Linked DNA regions of Gossypium hirsutum: region 1 is linked to region 2. Evidence: chromatin contacts called from public Hi-C data. All regions are on one chromosome and are shown on one strand. The core of a region is the stretch at or near the end of the contact, and the rest is flanking DNA. Distances in the headings are between cores, read along the strand shown. Region 1 holds the start of LOC107939078 (ABC transporter B family member 15). Region 2 has its middle 65 kb from the start of LOC107939077.

Region 1 (5,854 bases), core at 3,029-5,528, 100 kb before region 2:
CGATCCTATTTCAATAACCTGGCCCTTTTGAACAACTGCTATGAGGTCAGCATTGCGAATGGTGGAAAGGCGGTGGGCGATTATTATGGAGCTGCGGCCAACGGCAGCTTGGTCTATTGCTTGTTGCACAACTTGTTCGGATTCTGAGTCTAGTGCACTTGTTGCTTCATCTAGAAGAAGGATTCGAGGTGCTTTTATTATTGCTCTTGCTATAGCAATCCTTTGCTTTTGTCCACCAGACATTTGAACCCCTCTTTCACCAACCTGTTGAAAAGATATTTTACTTTTTCAGATTCATTCAGAACAAGGATTTAAAGATTTGATCACCAACAAAAATCTGTTTATTTCTTTAATGAATGTAATCCTCAGCTTCAACTAGTTTCTCAAAAGTAATATGAAGTATGTAAACAAAGATACATAAATGAGAAATGTTTATCATGTTCCTGAAGTATGGTCTGCAACAAATGCAAATAATTCATTGGCAAATTATATTTTAAAGAATAAAGTAACATGGGTGCTCATTTTGAAGGAGTGGGTGTTAAAAGGAATTGTTAGGGAACCAGTTTACTATTAACTAAAATGAAAATGAAGAATATGGTTATATATATAAGATGATAAAACTCAGGTCAAGAAACAATGACCTGATTAGACACTTCCCTATATGATTACTTGGGAAGAAATTGCACCTTTTCACTATAATTTTGTGTTTTTGTGGATGTTAAAAGGGCTAACCTGAGTTTCATAACCTTGAGGCAATTGGGATATGAAATTGTGGGCATTTGAGGCTTTGGCCGCATCAATAACCTCGTCCATGCTAGCATCTTCCTTGCCAAAAAGTATGTTCTCCTTAATGGTTGTAGCAAAAAGTGCTGGCTCTTGACTCACCAAACCCATTTGTGATCTTAACCACTTGACCTGCAGCTTATCTATGGAAATTCCGTCAAGCAGTATCTCTCCCCCAAGTGGGTCATAAAACCTTTGTAGTAGTGCTATGACTGTGGATTTCCCTGAGCCACTACCACCCACTAAAGCCACAGTCTTTCCAGCCGGAATGTTGAGGCATAAATCTTTGAAAACCATGGTGTCAGGCCTTGATGGATATGCAAAGTCAACATGCCTAAATTCAACTGCTCCTGTAACTTTTTCCAAAATTTCTCCTTCCAAATTGTCAGAATCAATATTGGGGACTCTTTTCATCACTTTCATAATCCGTTCCCCAGCTGCACATGCTTCAGAGAAATACTTGAGGTTTGATAGACTGGCTCCTAATGATCTGATCATCACCAAAACCAAAAAAAATACGTGTTTGAAATTTTTATTTCTTTTGTTTTATATATATATATACATATAAAGCAAATATACATATAGATACATGTACTCATTCAATGTGGAAAAGTTTGAAGGAAATTACAGGCCCCCCTTGGCAATGGCGGCAGCAACAATGAAAACAGTCCCTCCTGGAGCGTTATGGTACATAACCATCCTACTGCCATAATACGACATGAAAGACCAAGTGGCAAAAACAACCCCATTGCTTCCAATTGCAAGACCTTTAGCCAAGCCTTGTCTTAATCCCAACTGCACGGACACTTGTAAAGCTGCTGAGAATTCTGCAATGGTTTTACTCTCACCAACAAAGGAATAAACTGTTCTTATAGAAGATATTGCCTGTTCTGCTATAGTTCCAGCCTTATTGTATTCCTCACTTATCTTTCTAGCTATTCCTATCAACCCTCTTCCATACATTAAGCCAGGAATCACCAAAACAACAGCAAAAGGAAACCCCACTATTGCTAGTCTCCATAGCATTATGAATGCTACCATGTAACACCCAACAAATATTGCAACATTCATCAGAAAATTTGGCACCTGCATGACATGATCACCCATTAGTAGTAATTAAATTACTCGTTTTTAGTCAAGAGATTACATCGGATTTGCAAAAAGGAACCTTTTCACTGAGAACATCTTGGATTACTAGACTATCATTTGAAACACTGGTGATAACTTCAGCTGTGCTTGTAACGTGCAAATCAAAGTATCCCACATCTTGTCTTAAGATAGCTTTCAAATACCTGGCTCTCATTCTTGTCGCTTGTCTCTCGCCTGTTCTTGACCAACAAAATCCTTCTGAAAAATGACAAAAGAAAAGCACATATAAAAAAAATCATTAACTATGCCTCCATTAACCATTCCTTCAAGCCATTGAATGCTATGAATTTAAACTTACCTAGAAAACAAGCAAACCAAGACCAGCAAGCCAAATACAATAAAGCCATTGAATTCTGTCACCCACAAAACCAAATCATGTTAGATAGAAACATAGGCGAAGTCAAATATTTTGTTTACGGAGGGCGGAATTAAAAACAATTGTACAACTATTATATATACACATTATCCATTATATCTAAATTTAAATCAAAACTAAGTTTTTATGTTATATTATTTGCCTAATTTGATGGCTCAAGTTTAATATATATATTTTAAAAATTTTAGATTTATTTTTTAATTTAAAAATCTCTTTTATTTTTTAATTAAAATTTTTTGACATCATCCCAACTATATTAATTAAAAAAAAATCTTTCACCATCTACATATGTTCTATAGCTCCTTTTAAATATGTTCTAGCTCATTTTATAGAAAGCACTAAGGACGAAGCTAGAAATTTATTGTTAGGAGGTCAAAATAAAGTTGTAATAGTTTGGGGGCCAAAGATAAAAAGAAATTGCTTTAAAAAGGCTTCAATTTAATATTTTATAAATGCAAGGAACTAAAATAGCATTATACCAATTATCTAGGGGCCAAGGCTGCTTCCCTGAAAAGCACCATATTTAAATATTATATAGTATTTCAATTACTAATATTACATAAAATCTTAGAATAATTTTTTTCGATTTTCAAATATTATAAATTATGCTTCTCGTTACTATCTAAAATTTTTTTTATAACTATTGAAGTCTCAACATTTAGGAAATTATAATAAAATTATTCAATATTATGATATAAAAACATGAAATGATATTAATTTAGAAGAAGTGAAATAAGGAATCTTCAATTTATATTAAGAATAAGCATAATTTAAGTTTATTATTTTTGAATAAAAAATATTACTAACAAAATAACAAAAGTAAATATATATTAATTTGATTAATAAAAATGTAAAAAAAGTAAAACTAAAAAAAGTAATAAGTGATATATATTAAAAGTGTTATGAAAATGAAATTTTATTAGAATTAAATTGAAAAGGGGTAAAATATAAATTATAATTGTGAGGGACGAAATCTAATTTTAGATGATATAAGAATAATTTAATGTTGCAGTTTTACCCTTGTTTATCTTAAATAGCCTAAACAATAAGAATCGTCTTAAAATTTTGAGGGGGGTTGGGGCCCATGCCTGGCTACGCCCTTCTTTTTACTGTTTTGCATGTATGTTTTGGAAAAAAAAACGAAGAAAGACCTTGTTGATGTTATGAATGAACATGTCTGCAGTGAAAGCTGAAGAACCACCAAGATTGTTCATCAACTTGCTAGTAACAAGCAATACAAGAGGTGTAGAAAAACCATCACCAACGGCTCCGATGAAGCCAAGAGTCATCAACCACATATCTACATCATCCGCATGCATGAAAATTGACCTTATGGATCCGTTTATCTTCTTCAGTTTCTCCTTCTCATTACCCATTTTTTTTTCTTTTGAGAAGAAAATAAAAACAGGACCCAAAGAATCTCTAAACCACTTAGGATAGTACCGGGTGTTTCGTGCTTTTGCTTTCCTCCAAAACTAGTTGTCTTTTAAGACAAGTGAGAAGAGAAACAAGTGACAGGGTGATGCTTTTGGCCAAGTATTAAGAAAGAAACATGAGCAATGTCTTGTATATATAGCTATTCTTCGTGTTGTGTGGCTTTGAGTTGGTAGTGAAGAGTAAACCACTGAAAGGAAAAATAATAAAAAAGGGGTATATTTATATGGTTACTAAAATAGTAAAAAAAGAAAGTAAATAGACCATGGATGTTGAAACAGCAAACCGTCCACCGATTTTTACATAATTGGACCAGATTAACTTGGATCGGACCAAAAAAGCCCACTTTTAAAAACTCTAAGCTAGCCCAGCCCAAGTTAGTTAAAGCAAATGAAACAAAAAAGCCCTACCCTCTGTTCGCCTCTCCCCCTGCTCGCCCTCGCCTAACAAAGGGAAACTAAACACTACACGGAATACGGAGAATTGACCAGGAAATGTGAAAAGGAAAACTATTAGTAGTATAAAACTTGAAAAGTGGGTGCTGCATTTATGGGGAGAAAATAATAATGTTAAAAACTCGGTGGAAGATAGCTGTCAACCATTTAACCACTATCCTATTTTTAAAAAGAATATCATTTAATCAATTTTAAATAGTAATATAATAATTTATTTGACTCTCTAATTTTATGAAACAAATTATTTTAATCATTCATTTAATTTTAATCTGTCAACTATTTTTTTTGTCAAAACATCCTTAAATGGATAAAAAAGTTAACATATACTAAACTATACTAACGTGAAATTCACGTAATAGTCTACATGCATGTAGAGGTGTCCATGTGTTGGGTCTGTCTCAAAAAAAGATTTCGACCCGCGTCCTAGGCTCGGGCCTGGTCTGACCCGAAATATGAGTCTGAAATTTTGTCCAGTCCCAGCTCGAGAAAAAATTCTTAAGCACGAGTCGGGTCCGGCCCGGCCCATTTTTTTAATATACACCAAAAATTTATTTTAAAAATAAAAAATAATAAAAAAGTATTTTAAAATTAATAAAATTAAAAAAATATATTTATTATATTCGGGCCGGTCCGGCCAAAAAAGTGGTGCACGAGGCCCAGCCCGTTTTCTAAACCGGTCTAGTTTTTTTTGCCCAAACCCATATTTCGGGCCTATATTTTTACCCGAACCCTCCCATATTTCAGGTGGGCCATCGGGCCAGGCCAGGCCGCCAGACCCATGGACACCTCTACATGCATGTCATGCAAGCAATTATTTAAAAAATTTTAAAAAATGCTAAAATCTATTTAAAATTTAAGAAAATAATAGAAAATTGTTAAAATTTTTTTGAGAATTCAAAAAATTGTTAAAAATGCAAAAAGAATAAAAATTATTTAAAATTTATAGAAAATTATAAAATTTATTTAAAAAATTAAAAATTATTTAAAAAACAAGGCGGAAAAATTCCAAAACATATGAGAATAAGATGTCTCTGATGACATTTTGCAACTTTTCGAATATATTTAATAATCATTTTGTAATCTTTTGAAATTGAGTGATCAAGATGTAAATGTACTGATTTTAATGATCTTAGGTGCAATTTATCAGATTTAATTTTAGATATTATTTTTATTAAATTTTTATAAATTGTATATTTAAATTATAATCAAAGTTTAAGAGAATTATTAATGGCGGATATCCAAATCCGCAGCGATCCGAATCCCATATGGTAGCATCGAAACCATAATCTAAAACCTCTTTCCTCGTAACACTTAGAGGACCAAATCGGTGGCAGGAAGTTGAATAGGGATGACATTTGTTGCAGTTGAGGCGTGGAGACCCTTGTGCCGGCATTGCAGAGAGTTGAAAGAGTTGCATGCCATTGTATTTAGGGATATTTCAAACGGTGGATTCTATTATTAGTCGAATCGAATTATTATTAATTGAATTATTTGAAATATAAAAGTTTTTAATTGTTAATCGAATCGAGACTTTTTGAAAATATATTAACCAAATTGAAATATTTCGATTAATTCGGTCGGTTAATTGAATTAACCGAAATTTGTATGTTTTTATCTTTTGATTAAAACAAATATAAAACATAAAAAAAATACATTG
Region 2 (6,504 bases), core at 3,418-5,917:
TCCATAACTCTAATCTGGCGACAGAGACGGGTTAAGGGTGTTACAGAACTTATGTGTCTCGACATTTGAGTTTGAGGAAAATATGTTTCTCTTTGTTACTTGTCTTCTTTCTTCTGTGCGTTCTTCCTCATAGGTTATGTCTTTAGCTACTCTTATACTTGTTTCAGCGACTTGTCAAAAGTAGCATTCTCAATTAGTTCTAGTGTTAGCCACTACTCAAACCAAGTCACATGTTGACTGACTTGTCTCCTCATTTCAAACTGACTGTATTTCTTTAGATTCACCTGCACACTCAACTTTTTTTTCAGCCTCATCTACTTTTGTTCCTTTAGTTATAGCCACAGACCATGTCAATACTAGTGGTGAAGCTTTGATTAGTATTGTTGTTACTAATGTTCACCCTATGGTTACTTGAGCCAAGGTTAGTATTGTTAAACCAAAAGTGTATAATATTAGTAAAATAAGTGCTTTTTAACACATTTTATAAGTGTTGTGACCCATTAGGCCGAGATGAGCCTTAGGTAGTACTAATATTTTTAATTGAGTGTATAGGATAAAGAATTAAAAGCCTAATTGATGTGGAAGCAAGGAACGAGTGATGTGCAAGCTTCCTAGGACGTCAAAGCACAAAATGAATGACACAAGGAAGAAAATACATGTTGTGTCACACCATAGATATTGTGTGGCATGACACAAGTTGACATGATGCCCAAGGATGCCAAGACTATTTTTGATATTGCATTTTATATTACATTTTCGATATTTAGGCCTTATGATTAAATATTAGAAAAATAAGTGATTTTTAACACATTTTATAAGTGTTGTGACCCATTAGACCGACACGAGCCTTTGGTAGTATTAATATGTTTAATTGAGTGTGTAGAATAAAAAATTAAAGACCCAATTGATGTGGAAGCAAGGAATGAGTGACACGTAAGCTTCCTAGGACGTCAAAGCACGAAATGAATGACACAATGAAGAAAATACATGTTGTGTCGCACCATAGATATTGTGTGGCGTGACATAGGTTGACGTGATGCCTAAGGATGCTGAGACTATTTTTGTCCAGGCAATCAACTTTATACAAAGACCTAGAACATGAAAAAGACCTAATTTGGGTTGCCAACACTTCTATAAATAGGACATTAGGGGTTTGATGTAACTAAGTCATCTTAGGTGCACTAAAAAACCCTATAGTTTAGGAGTAGAAGTAAATTAATTTTCTTTCGGCTTTTTATAAACTATTTGTTTTTCCTCTTGGAATTAGTTTCATTATATTATCCTCCGTTCCCCATTCGATATCAAATCCACGATTATTCAAATCCATTTTCTCTTTCAAATAAATCGTGTTCTTCACATGATTTATTCAATTGAGATTGAGATTATAAATAACATGAGTGGCTAAATCCCTTAGGGGAGATTAACGAGTGAATGGGGATGTAATTAACGAAGTGTTAGTTCGTATTGCTTATGTGCTTTTAAACCCTAGGCCTAACAACCTTAGGAAGTTATCATAGGCTAGACGAGGTCGGGAGATAAGTCGAACTGAGTAAATCTTAATTTATCCTGGTTGAGAAAGTGAGGTTAGAAGATAAGTGAGTATCAATCAATCAATTAGTTAATTAGAGGCTGAGAGGTAATAATTGGTTAATCGGTAGCTAATCTACCCTAAAACCCTAATCCAAAATTAATTGCAAACCTGGAAGCAACTTAATCTTCTTGATTGGTTTATTGATTTTTATCATATGTTTATTTTTCTGATTTATTTATTTTCATTATTTATTTTTATCTCATTAATCTATTTTATGGTTTATCGTAATATAAGAATTAATTATTACTACTTAGACTTGTTATTGGAAAAAGATTTTCATAATTTATTTCATCCTCCCTTGGATACGATCCTTGGAATACTTTCAAGTATTTCATTGTACTAACTATATTACAATTTGACCTGTGCACTTGCAGACATCTCTATTCTAAGTTCTTATATATTTTTGGTGTTACATTTTACTACTCGTTTATAGGCGGTCAAGTACTACTAATGGTGACCCTTTCTTGAATGTATCACACTATAGGAAGATAGTTGGTGCCCTAAAGTATATGTGTTTAGCACATCCTAACATTGCCTATAGTGTCAACAAGGCAAGTCATTTTATGAATGCCCCCTTGGACCTCATTGGCATGTTGTTAAACAAATTTTAAGGTATTTGCAAGACACTTTGGATTATGGGTTGTGTTATAAAGCCTTTTCTGCAAGTGTTCTTGAATGTTTTGTTGATGCTGACTGGACATCTTGTCCTGATGACAGACAATCTACTTCAGGTTGTGTTCTTTATCTGGGAGGTAATCCTATTGCTTGGGGATTCAAGAAATAGTTTGTGGTGTCAAGGTCTTCATCTGAGGCTGAGTACAAGAGTCTGGCCAACTCAGTATTTGAAATATTATGGATTGAGTAGCTGTTGGCAGAGATGGGTGTTACAACACTTGCCAAGTCGATTGTGTGGTGTGACAAAACATCAGCTGTTGCAATGGCAGTGAATCCCATTCATCATGCATGAATGAAACAAATAGAAATTGATTTACACTTTGTTCGAGACCAAGTAGTAAAAGGAAAGTTAGAGGTTAATTATGTTCCTTCAGGCGTCAAGTTGCTGACATTCTCACTAAGGGTGAGTTTGGATGGGCGGTGCGTTTATTTGCGATTAGTGTAAAAATAGCGGTGGCGGTGAGATTAGATATTGTAGCGATACTGTAGCGTGAGACAAAAAGTAAGCTAAACACACCGTACCGTACCGCACCGCATCCAATCGCCCATCCAAACCCACCCTAAACCTTTGTCTCAGTGAACGTTTGTTCCACTTTGGTCAAAGCTTTGAGTTTGGTCTTTTGCTGAAAGCAAGCAATACTGATAGCAGGGTGGATTTCAAACAAATTTCTTTTTCTCAACAATTTTGAAGACCAGGAGAATGTTAGAGATAGTTGTTGATTATTGACTAAGTAATTAGTAGGTACCATTCAGTTGATGGTTTGTTACAGTTATATAATTAACAAATCAATGTAATTAATATTCTTCTTCTTCTTTGTTTAGTTATCTTTTTAGTTTCTGAGAACCTAAAGGTATTTTCGAGCTCTTTCTCAAACAAACATACGTTATATACTTTGCTGTGCAAAAGCATTACATGAAAAGACTGATTGATTGAACTACAACTAAAGGCAGACACGGTTGGTGAATTCCATGGGTAAAATCCAGGTGAAAGCTTTAATATAGTAGAAGAGCAATGTACGTTTTCTCTTTTATTTGCTTCCTACTGTTGCTAATGAGTCATGAATATTCTCCCCCATTCAATATGTTCTTATATTTTCCCCTATTCTGACGTATTCAATGGGTAAATGTCAAATACGAATATCCTCATTTCTTTATTTATTTATTTCTGACTTTATATAAATTAAACATAAATACTACTGCATAAAGTTTTCTATTTCTTTTCATGAAACCTAGTTCAAACAAACCTGAGATGATGATCTTATATGTATATGAATTCGTATAACAGGAAAAAGGGTTTTGATATCTCCAGATAATATGCCTCATGGTCTGCCAATTACGGGGGAAAGAACAAAACAAAATGAGATTATTTTGACAAATGAAAAAGCAGTTAAATGATATAATGAAGTGATGAGATATGACCAAATGTAAGGTGTTTGGAATGGAAGAGAGTGATGGAGAAGGTGGGAAAATATATTATTCTCAAAACAGTGTAATATTGCACTCCAACAGCACAAGTCACCATCTCCCCCCTCCTCCCATTATTTTCTTCTTTTAATTAATTTCTCCACAAACACCAAAAGCTTTGATCCACTCCCTATGTCTTTTAAGTTCCCCAGGTATTCCGGATGGATATCGACTTGTCCTTTCAGAACATGGGGAAAATAATTTTCCCAAAAATGCTAATCCAGTCATTTTGAACATTTTGTGTAAATCCAATTTTATATAAAACATGAAACATTTTAAAAACCATTATAACATATGAAAATACACGTTAATTACAGGATGAAATACTCTAAATTAAAATGTACATACACTGAATATCATAATTCCCAAATTTTGTCACCTCAGATAACTTGTTTTAGGGTTAGTTAACTATTAAAGTTGAAAAAAAATGTTGTTATTTGAAATATTTAATAATATTTATTATTATTGTTAAAAAATGCTTTTAAAAAAGATAAAATTTCAATTTTAATATAGCTTTGTAAAGTGGACGACTAAAGGGGAGATAAAAAAAATCATTTTTTCGAAGTTTTTGACTTCCCTCCAAATCTCAGTTTAAAATCAAATTTTAGTTTGAAAAGTTGTTTGTTTAACAAATTCCTTTTTCGGATTGAAAGTATTTTTTCAACTTCAATAATAATATTAAAATCTTATTATTTAAAAAAAAATAAATATTAAAAATATTTTACAATTATTAATGTTGACAACACATTAAAGTTAAATGATATTTCGGTTGCCAGTCACTGGACTTTTAGGCTTAGGCCCAATGTTTCTGAAACCTCATTATTAGCTAACAGTAATTTAAAATTGATGTTTATTTTAAAATTCCGAAATCAGATTTTCAAAGGCCTCAGCCCAACTAATTAGACTAATATATCCTGATGGGCCAATATGATAACTAATGAAGTGTTTATAAGTCATGTATTCCTTTGCCTAGGAGGTTTCAGTTAAGCTGGTTCACAATTAAGATATTAATAATTAAAAAGTCATTTTTAGAAAGTTTTTTTGTCAAAATCTTTCGAAGAAAGGCTACGTACGTCAACTCAACTGGAAACTCGTACCACTGATAACTGATACTGGGAGACTTGGCAATTTCAATATTATCAATGAAGAGAGGGAACTGGTACAATTTGGCACTAACTAAACAAGTAGCAAGATGGGCATGGTTGGCTTCTACTATCAAATAGTTTTAGGAATATTTATGAATTTGAATCAGATTGTGGTATCAGTCCAAAGTCTGACTCTTTGCAACTCAATTAAAAAATGTTGAACATTTAACTCAACCAAAATTGAATATTTCTTAGATGTTGCTTCCAAGAATGGTGTCTTTAGTTTTGTAGATCATCTTCTGATTTTCTATAAGGATAATGTTGATTCAGTGATTAGAATTTGGAGCATTTTGTCTCACTTTTATTTGATTTCGGGTCCCCACCTCAACTCTTCTAAGAATGAGAGGTCTACACCGTTGGGGTAGGAGAAGAATATCTCAACTTTATTCAAAATTTACAAAAATACAAATAAAAATAAAAATACTCTAAATAGAAATAAAGCTGAGTATTATTATTACTCAATCAAGATAATACAAAGAAACAAAAATTGAAGTACTACACTTTTAGCTCAGTGTAAGACATCTATTTATACTCAAAACTTTCTAAAAAAAACTCAACTACTTTGACTACAAGAAGCTAACGTGCTCCTGTTTTATTTGCACAAATAAATGACCAACTATGCTACCCGACTCCTAATAAAAATGAATAACTTGACCAATTCATAACTAACAGAAAAGTTGCAATAAATTCTGACGCTCCCTCTTAGTGCAACCTTGTTGTTAATGACACCAAGAACCTCACGAAAAATTTCAAACTTGGCTTTGGCAAGTGCCTCAGTAAATATGTTAGCAACTTGATTTCCTGTTTGTATTTTCAGTAGCTCAATATCAAGAGTTAACACTTTCTCTCGAACAAAACGATAATGAGTTTCAGTGTGTTTCATACGAGCATGAAACACTAGATTTCCAGCAAGCTTTATTGCACTATTATTATCACAATAAAATTGAATTGGATGATTGAGAGTAGACACCATTTCTTAAATAAGTCTCTTGAGCCACAAACATTATTAGGTAGCCGATGTAACCGCTACATATTCTGTTTCACAACTTGAAAGAGCCATAGTGACTTGTTTTTTATTGCACCATGAAATTACAATTGAACATGTTGTAAAACAAAAAACCTGTTGTAGAGTGTTTGTCATTAACGTCACCAACCCAATCTGCATCTACAAAGCCACTTAAAAAAATGACTTAGATTTCTCATACATTAATCCATAACTTAGAGTGCCCTTTACATAACAAAGAATCTTCTTCGCTGCAATTAATGGTTGATCCATGAATTGTGAAATAACTCCTACGGAAAATGCTATATTAGGTCGTGTGATAGTTAAATAGAGCAAAACCAACAATTTAACGAAAAAGTGACACATCTTCCAACAACTTTCCTTCATTTTTAGCTAACTTGAGATAAGGTGCCATATGAGTAGTTTTTTCTCTTGACTCCTCCATACGAAACCATTGCAATAAACTTGTTGTATATCTTTTTTAAGAGACAAAATAACCATCACATGTTTCAATTTCTAAACCAAGAAAACAACGAGCTTCACCTAAACTTTTCATTTCAAAACGAACCGACAAAGCATCTTGAAGACTGTTAATTTCAGCACTATCATCACCCATAATAATCATA

Evidence for each region. Hi-C and Micro-C count contacts between places; a contact is called where the count stands out from the background.
Region 1: a Hi-C map of leaf shows a contact between it and region 2, with 4 times the contacts expected there. The contact joins the promoter of LOC107939078 here to the enhancer-like site in region 2. A contact is called at or near these places in 15 of 34 Hi-C or Micro-C datasets (anther, callus, cotyledon and 5 more).

The regions. Positions count from the first base shown.
Region 1 is chrD04:9,140,148-9,146,001 of Gossypium_hirsutum_v2.1, reverse strand. It overlaps LOC107939078 (ABC transporter B family member 15), which reads right to left and starts at 4,278. Exons shown (of 7, transcript XM_016872362.2): 1 at 3,460-4,278; 2 at 2,231-2,285; 3 at 1,952-2,130; 4 at 1,412-1,869; 5 at 733-1,273; 6 at 1-264. The coding sequence starts at 3,684.
Region 2 is chrD04:9,037,939-9,044,442 of Gossypium_hirsutum_v2.1, reverse strand. No RefSeq gene overlaps it. Among protein-coding and RNA genes, the nearest start is that of LOC107939077, 65 kb to the right of the region's middle. Within about 2 kb of position 4,667, at least 1 of the 9 cell types and tissues checked has an H3K27ac peak or open chromatin away from gene starts, as enhancers often do. A contact at or near this core is called in leaf, where this site is marked.